2 separate regions of the Eptesicus fuscus genome follow, and region 2 is linked to region 1. Evidence: chromatin contacts called from public Hi-C data. All regions are on one chromosome and are shown on one strand. The core of a region is the stretch at or near the end of the contact, and the rest is flanking DNA. Distances in the headings are between cores, read along the strand shown. Region 1 holds the start of ACSS1 (acyl-CoA synthetase short chain family member 1). Region 2 holds the start of CST7 (cystatin F).

What was found. Hi-C and Micro-C count contacts between places; a contact is called where the count stands out from the background.
Region 2: a contact with region 1 is called in a Hi-C map of liver, with 5 times the contacts expected there. The contact joins the promoter of CST7 here to the promoter of ACSS1 in region 1. A contact is called at or near these places in 2 of 2 Hi-C or Micro-C datasets (liver and muscle).

What each region holds. Positions count from the first base shown.
Region 1 is chr12:11,849,813-11,854,100 of DD_ASM_mEF_20220401, forward strand. ACSS1 (acyl-CoA synthetase short chain family member 1) reads left to right here and starts at 2,824. Exons shown (of 14, transcript XM_008141307.3): 1 at 2,824-3,559. The coding sequence starts at 3,259. It overlaps LOC114231419 (a long non-coding RNA gene), which reads right to left and starts at 1,335. Exons shown (of 2, transcript XR_003617377.2): 1 at 1,159-1,335.
Region 2 is chr12:11,993,433-11,997,417 of DD_ASM_mEF_20220401, forward strand. CST7 (cystatin F) reads right to left here and starts at 1,955. Exons shown (of 4, transcript XM_008141151.3): 1 at 1,766-1,955. The coding sequence starts at 1,835.

The sequences.
Region 1 (4,288 bases), core at 1,574-4,073:
CAGAATGGGCTCCACAGATACTGTTTGTGTGTCATTGACAAGAAGAAATGGGGGAATGAAGAGAACAGGAAAAGGAAAAATATAGGGAAGAAGAAGCAGAGTGCTTTACAGGTGCATTGAAGGCACCAGACTACAGTGAACAGATTTGGTGACTCGATGTTAGGTCTTGCTGACTGGGGGCAGGTGGGTCTCCCAGGGGATCTGTTAAAGCAAAGACTGGCATCCACGTGCTGCAACTTTCTAAGTCAGGCGTCCTCAAAGTACGGCCCGCGGGCCACACACGGGTGTTTTTGCCGTTTTGTTTTTTTTTACTTCAAAATAAGATATGTGCAGTGTGCATAGGAATTTGCTCATAGTTTTTTTTAAACTATAGTCCGGCCCTCCAACGGTCTGAGGGACAGTGAACTGGACCCCTGTTTAAAAAGTTTGAGGACCCCTGCAAGTAATATTGGTTGTAGGACCTATGAAGACAAACGGCAAAAGCTATTACAACTAGAAGCTTTGGCCCTGGCCGGTCTGGTTCCACAGTTAAAGCATCAGCCCGTGCACCAAAGGTTTGTGGGCTTGATCCGTGGTCAAGGGCTTGTACCTGGGTCTCAGATTTGAACCCAGCCCCAGTCAGGACTGGTCCAGGAGACAACCAATTGATGTGTCTCTCTCAGATCGATGTTTCTCCCTCTCTTTCTCTCTCCCTCCCTCCCTCTCTTCCTTCCACTCTCTCTAAAAATCAATGGCAAAAATATCCTCAGTGAGGATTAACAAAAACAAACAAACAAACAAACAAACGAACAAATGAACAAAATAAACTAGAAGCTGTGGAGGCAGAAAGCTAAGGCTCTACCACTTGCTAGCTCTGTGGCCTTGAGCATCTATCCTCTCTGTGCTTGTTTTCTTATATGTAAAGTGATGATCAAAGCATCTATCTGTAAGGATGGTGAGGGTCAGCAATTGTGCCTGTACCACCATCTCCAGTTAAACCTCAGGTCTGAGACATAAGGTTCCTTCAGGTCTGAGATATAAGGTTCCTGGAAGGCCCCAGAGGAAGGAAGAGGGATAGAGAGCCAGAAACATCGATGAGAGAGAAACATCCATCAGCTGCGTCCTGCACCCCCGCCCCCCTCCCTCCAGTGGGGATGCGCCTGCAACCAAGGCACATACCCTTGACCAGAATCAAACCCGGGACCCTTCAGTCCGCAGGCTGATGCTCTATCCACTGAGCCAAACTGGTCAGGGCCCATGTGTTCTTTAGTAAGTCGATTGATTCATTTGGTCTCAGTCTCCTCATTCGTTCCGGTAGAGGTTTATGATGGGCAGGAGTTGACAGCACTAAATACCTTTAAACAGTAAAAAAAATGCAGATCAAGCGCGGCACAGGTCAGGGCACATGTCTAGTGCTAGCTATTATCACTGGTTTTCCAGCCTTAAAATCCTCTCTTCTGTGGCAGGAAGCAGGTATTCGACATGGCGGGGGGGCTAAAGGACAGCAGAATCTCCTTGGAATGGCAGGGACATTCCCTCTGCAAATCTCACAGTTAAGAGGGCAGAATCTTGCCTAAACCCAAAGAACTCAACCAACCAGTTTTCAAAAATCCCCTTTCCCATGTGCTTGCCTTCTTTATTAGATGCTTACTTCTTGGGTGTTGAAACATTTAGGAAGCTGGTTGAGACAAGTTTCTCTGAGTTCCCTTCTATCCTTCCTGGGCTGACAAGAAAAACACCACCTCTGCTATTAAGCTCCCAGGTGCTGATTCCAGGTGTGGACCTGAGAAAGAAGATACCCAGTAAGATGGGCTCCTGGTGGCTAACTGGATTCAAACAAACAAAAACAGAGCCTAGCAGCCATTTCCACGCAGGGGTCTCTCATGCAAATGGCACTTCAGGGAGAAGCCTGCAAATAGCTACTGCCTCCTGCACTCAACTGAACTGTGTTCCTGCCATCTGGTCCGCCATTTATAAAGGAATTCCTGGAACCCTATTTCAACCAATAGGACTGAGACTTTCCCTTTCCAATGGGATCTGCAGGGGCATAACTCCCTCAACATCTTCACTGACCAATCAGAGAGGCACCATTCTGACCAATAACGACAGTGCCTCTTGGACCAATCAAACTGAGAGGATTTGGAGTCCTCATTTGCATCAGGGACCAGAGGCAGGGGCTTCTGTTTATATGTCAGCTCTCCTCTAGCTCTGGGAGTGCACTGTCCCTTTCCACCTTGAGACTTCCTTTCCCCAGAGCTGAAACACCAAAGATGTCTCTCTGGAGAGGGAGCAGAGCTGTCTAGCTGGAGAGGTGCTGCTGTTGCATAGCTGTGCTGTTATCACAATTGAGCTGTTTGCATTGACTAGTTTCCCTCAACCTCAAACTGGGGATTCCTATTGGCCTTGGACGCTTCCGACACAATCTCGTTTATTCTTCACTGCAGCAGGGGAGGGAGATATTACTCTCGTTTTCTACAGAAGTAAAATGAGACACAGAGAAGTTCAGGAACTTGCCCAAGACCACAGAGCTAGGAAATCCAGGGTTTGAACCCAGACCACGGAGACTGAGGCCATTGGAGAAAACCCTCAAAGTTACACAATTCCAAACCAGACAGTTGGGTGATAAAAGCAACGGACCCCAGGTCCCCACAGCCTCCTGGCCGGGGGGCGCCTGATCAGCCCATTTAGCCCACAGGGGCTACTTGAGTTTGTGTGCGGACGTACAGACCGGTCTGGCATGAGGGGCGTGGGGGAGGCGGTTCTCTCTCAATAGCACAGAGATTAACAGGTAGACTTCAGCCTGAGACACGAACCGACCTGGCTCTGGTTCTCACGCCCACCTGTGCACTTCGCTGCGTTAGTCGATTGTTCTACGAGGCTCCTTTCCTGGGACCCGGAAGTCCCGGGCGCGGGCCCAGCCTGGACGCACGTGTCTCTGCAGTTCTGTCCGAACCTGACACTCAAACTGAAACTAAAACGGCCAAAGCCCCGCCGCCGGGCCGGAGCGCAGGGAGCGCAGGCGAGGGGGCCCGCCCTCAGCCTCGCCGGGGCGGGGACTCCCCAGCGCCCCTCCTCGGGCCGCTGTCCCTCCTCCTTCGCGGTCCCTTCTCTAGGCGGGGAGGGGGGTTCTGAAGGCAGCTTCGAGCCAGGAGGGGTCCAAGGAGTGGGTGGCGGCGGGAGGGCGGAGACGGGGCGGGCCCTCGGAGAGAGCGACACCCCCCTCCTCCCCACCGACTGGTAGTCTGGCTAGGGGTGCAGAGGCCTTGGGGCGTAGGGGAGATGGCGGCGCGCAGTGTGGGCTGCGGCGTCCGGCGGCTCCGGAGCGTCCTGCAGGGGCGCGCGGGACCTCGGGGGTGGCCGCCCGGCGGAGGTTGCGCGCCGCGCAGGGCGGCCTCTGGGCCCCCGCTGCCCGCCTCGTACCCCGCGCTGAGAGCGCTGGCGGACCGGCAGCCCGACGCCTTCTGGGGGCCGCTGGCGCGCGACACGCTGGTGTGGGACACCCCCTTCCACACCGTCTGGGACTGTGACTTGAGCAGCGGCAAGATCGGCTGGTTCCTGGGAGGCCAGCTAAACGTGTCCGGTGAGTGGGCTGCGGGGACCAGGGCGCCCCCAGCTCAGACGTCCAGAGGCGACTCCGAACGCAGCCGTCAGGGACGGGTCGCTGGCCCGTGGGCCGGCACCTCCGGACCCAGAGGCCCCAGCCTCCCTATCCGCTGTCACTCTGCGTCCCCCTCCCCCCCCTACCCCCCAACTTCCCCGGCTTCAGCCCGCGCCCGGGTGTCAGCTCGGGTCGCCCAGCTGCTGGCCCTGCCCTGCTGCCTCCTCCAATGGTGGACTCTCAAGTGTAACCACGGGGAGCAGCAGTTGACACCTGGGGCGGGCTGGGGTGGTGGGTGCCGGGTGCACAGGAGCGGGGACTTCCCCGTACTCTGTGCTACCACCAGCTGCCTGCCCGGCGACTGGCCCGGGAGATATGCTGCCCAAGTAAACAAACGGAGCGGTGGCGCGTAGCCTGGGAGGAGGAAGCCCAGGGCCCGCAGCTGGAATCACTTATCTCCCTGCTCCCTGGCGGTGCCAGTGGGAGGGAAGGAAAGAACCGCGGGGCCTCCCAGCTCTCCGTTTCAGATGACCGTGCCCCTCCCAAGTACCCCCCTCCCCCCCGCCCCCCCAAACACCTAGCCATGGCTTGCTTTAGACCTGGTTCTGTTTGAGGTCCCAGAAACCAGCACCACCAGCCACTGGGTCCTTTGGTATCTGCTGAGATTGAGTCTACTACTGTTAGGATTTGGGATTTGGGTGGTGGGATGAG
Region 2 (3,985 bases), core at 705-3,204, 140 kb after region 1:
CTCTGTTCCACCACCAGACAGAGGGGCCTTCAAACCCCTCGTTCCGAGGCCCGCAACTGTCAAATGAAGGACGTACTTGAGAGGATCGAAGCTGGGGTAGGGTGGGTGGGGGGGGACAGCCTGGAGCTGCCAGGACCGGAGAGACTCAGGAGCAGGGCTAGGGTGGGCGGCTGCAAGCACCCCAGGCTCAGTGAGCGTGCCTTCTGTGTCCATGCCAGTCAAGCCTCGCTAGGGCCCAAGGGGCTGGGTTATTGACCCATTTCACGGGTCAAGAGACTGGGGCTTAGGGAGGCTCCAGGCTCAGGGAGTCTGCGTGTCCTGAGGCCTGCATGTGAGTGTGGACTCCAAACCCTCCGCCTGGGGTTGGTGGCAGAGAGCAGGTCTAAGGGGCTGGCCGGGCTGGCTGAGCAGGGCTTTGGCAGGGAGGGGTAGGCACAGCCGTGGCGGAAGTGTATGGAGAGGGCTCTGTTTAGCAGGAACACCAGCAGAGGGGGGCAACTCGGGTGAAAGGGTGCTAAGAGTCAGCTAAGGATTCTCCATGCGTCCTGGACCTGCCCCTGCTCTGTTAGGGGATGAAGCTGAGGCAAAAGCAGGAAGAACTTACATGTAGCCTGAATGACTGCATCCAGGACAGCTGAGAAGGCAGGGACTCCCTCCCTGAGCCCCCTCACTAAGGTTTGAGGAGTGTGCTTCTCTGGTCTGAGCATCTCCTTTCTCCTGCTGGCTTGTCCCCTCCTAGGGCACTAGGGGGGCACAGGAAGACAGTGGCACACAATCGGGACAGGCTGGAAAGCAGTGAGGGGGAGGGCTTCACTGTGTGAGCTAAGAACGAAGCTCTGGGAGCGGGAGGAGGCAGGGGAACCTGTTCCCATAGCCCCGGAGACAGTGTCACCAGAAGCGGGGTGACCCCTCCACGATTGAGAGGCGCTGGGGCTGGCCCCTTGTTCCGGTCCTGCCTGAACACCCTCCACTTGGTCTCCTTGGCCAGCTCCAGCCCCTCCTGAAGAACGCGGAGGGCAGGAACCAGCCTCCGCCTGGGCATTGCCCCTGCTCCCCAAGCCGCGGCTGTGACCGGAGCAGGTCATCCCGGCCTCCAGCACCAGCTTCCTCGGTGGTTCAAGGCGGTGAGACAGGGGCCCTCCAGGTCGTCACCATCACCCATGGCTGGTGCTGGGAAGGCATCTCCAACTCCGTGTGTGTGTGTGTGTGTGTGTGTGTGTGTGTGTGTGTGTGTAGGCAGGGGGTCACTGGCTGTGTGAACTGGGGGCAAGTCGCCAACCCTAGCTGTGCCTCAGTTTCCAGGAGCAAAGGCTACCCCTCTCGTCCTCCCTCCCCCCAGCACTGGCCAGGCAGGAAGGGTAACAGTGTCTGATCACCAGGTCCTTAGAGCCGAGTCACAGGGCAGCAGCCAGCAGGCAGGAATGGCTGGCATCAGACAGAAACTGCCTGCCCACACCCATTCCTCTGTCCCCATGGAGGGGTGTGGGGAGCCTCCCCCGGATCAGGGAGCAGCTAAGAACAGAAGTCTTCCCTCATCTCCAGGTGGCACTCAAACCCCCATTCCCGAACCCCTGGGACCCCCGGAAGGCAGCTGCCGCCAGCCCTGGGGCCCCGGCCTCGCAGCCACACCTCTGCTGGGGCTGCCCATCCAGGACTGTGCTTCGGGGCCTGGGCATGGGAGGAGGAGCTCATGGCACCTGGCTCCTACCGCAGCCTGGGCATTGTGTCCGAGAGAGGCAGAACCCAGGGGACACCCTCCACTTACCTGGGGACAGGTCCCCCGTGGCGCTTAAGACCAGGCTGCCCAAGGCAAGCAGCGCGCAGGCCAGCCGCATCGCTTCGGGGAAGGCAGTGCTGGCTGTGGGCCCCGGGGGCGGTGCTGGGGCGCATGGTGGGGCCCTGCAAACTGCCCCGCCCAGAGGGGGCTGCCTATCTTGTTACTGGCAGGGGTGGTAGTTTCTTGCTAAATCATTTGACCAGAAGCTCTTCATCTCCCCATCTATCGGCTACACTGTCAACCACTTCCTTTATTCAAGTTTCCAGGGTGCGATGATTCTTTTTTGCAAGGGGAGGAGGAAGAGAATGAGACCTGTGAACAAACCACCTCATCGTCTACCCTCGAAACACCCAGAAGAGACATTGCCTTAAAAAAATTAGCAGGGATTTTCCAGAGGCAGAATCACTTGGATTTCCTTCTGCAAACCATACCTCTCAGGTCCAAGACTCCCCTTTTCTGAGGTTCTGAGTGGCCCCCTGCAGACTGCCTGCCTGCTGGCTGAGTGGACACCCCCTACCCGGAAGTGGGCAGGCCTGCGTGCGGGAAGCAGCTGTTGAGTGCAGTTTCAGAGGATGGATGTGGTCAGGCACAGATGCCTCTGGTGACGTCTGCGCTGGAAGCGGGAGAGGAACAGCGTTTGCCGACTGATGGTCACGGCCTGGCTTTGGCTCAGAGCTGGCGAAGGAGGAGAAAGAACAGGGTGGCCCACAGGTTCTAGCCCCGGCAGAGTGCCCGTTTACCTGCCAGCTCGGCAGTTAGGACTGAGGCTCTGGAGCCAACTGGCCCGAGTTTGTTTAAATCCAGCTGTGAATGTTAAACCAGGTGGCCTTAGGTATGGGGCAGCCTCAATGCTTCAGCTCCCTCTGATGGGTTGGGGTGAGGATTTAGGACTTTCTCAATGCTAACGCTCAGGGCCTGGATGGAGCCAGCTGTACAGGCAGTTCACGGGCAACGCAGGAGATGCCCGAGCCTCAGTGGTCCCAGCGCCACCTGGACAGTGCGTGTAACGCACCCCCCAGGGAAGGGGGTGGTTGGACGGGCAGACTCTCTGAACCAGAACTTGCATGTTAACACTATCTAGGGCCGTGGTCAGCAAACCGCGGCTCGTGAGCCACATGCGGCTCTTTGGCCCCTTGAGTGTGGCTTTTCCACAAAATACCACGGCCTGGGCGAGTCTATTTTGAAGAAGTGGCGTGAGAAGAAGTTTAAGTTTAAAAAATTTGGCTCCCAGAAGAAATTTCAATCGTTGTACTGTTGATATTTGGCTCTGTTGACGAATGAGTTTGCCGACCACTGATCTAGGGGAAGATCCTCCCCCGATGGGTCCAGATGGGTTCTAATGGATTCCAGGCAGGGATCTGGGTTTGTGTGACTCGGGCAAGCCACGTAACTTGTTGGAGTCCCCCAGGTTCCTGGCTGCCCCGAGGACTGTTATCAGCAAAGCGTGATGAGCACAGTGCGTGGTGTGTGGTGACATTTGGTAACCCATGGCGGCTGAGGCAGCCGGTGTGCTCTGCTGGGCCTGCTCGGCCAGTGCTGACCTTTCACCCTCTGGCTGTCAGCAGCTGTGCATGAGGACTCCAGGGTGGTGTCTCCTTGCCAAGCTCTGTGCCCTGATCACATGTGCCATGTCTGGGATTCGTTCCCGGCCGGGGACTGGGCTGGAGGAGAGGAAAGTGCACACAACTGGTGTTTGCCCAACTCGGTGGCGGTTTGGCCTTAGGGCTCGCTGTTGGTGCTGTGGGCTGTTTTTGCTTTCAGAAGCATTGGGCAAGGACTTTGGGACTTGCCCAAATCAGGGCGGTTTGGGACTTTCCTCGGCCACTGTCTTCTCCGGCTGTGGCCCTTTGGTCTGTGAGTGTGGGGAACAGTCCTCCACGTCTCTAGCCCTGCCCCTCTCAAGCTTGTGGGGAGACAACGGTACAGGGAGGCCCTCATTCCGTCACAAAATGCACGGCAGGAAGGAGCTGATGTCACACCGGCATGGCTGGAGGGACCTTCAGGGAAAGTGTGCGTGTGTGTGTGTGTGTGTGTGTGTGTGTGTGTGTGTAGTGTCATATATGCAGATGTGTGTGTCTGTTTGTGTCTCTGTGTGTCTGCCTGTGTGTCCAGGAGTCTATCTTTGTTTCAGTCTTGATATGGTTTGAAAGTGAATGTGTGTGTTTTCCTGACTGTGTAAAAATGAGTGTGTATGTGCTTATGTGCACG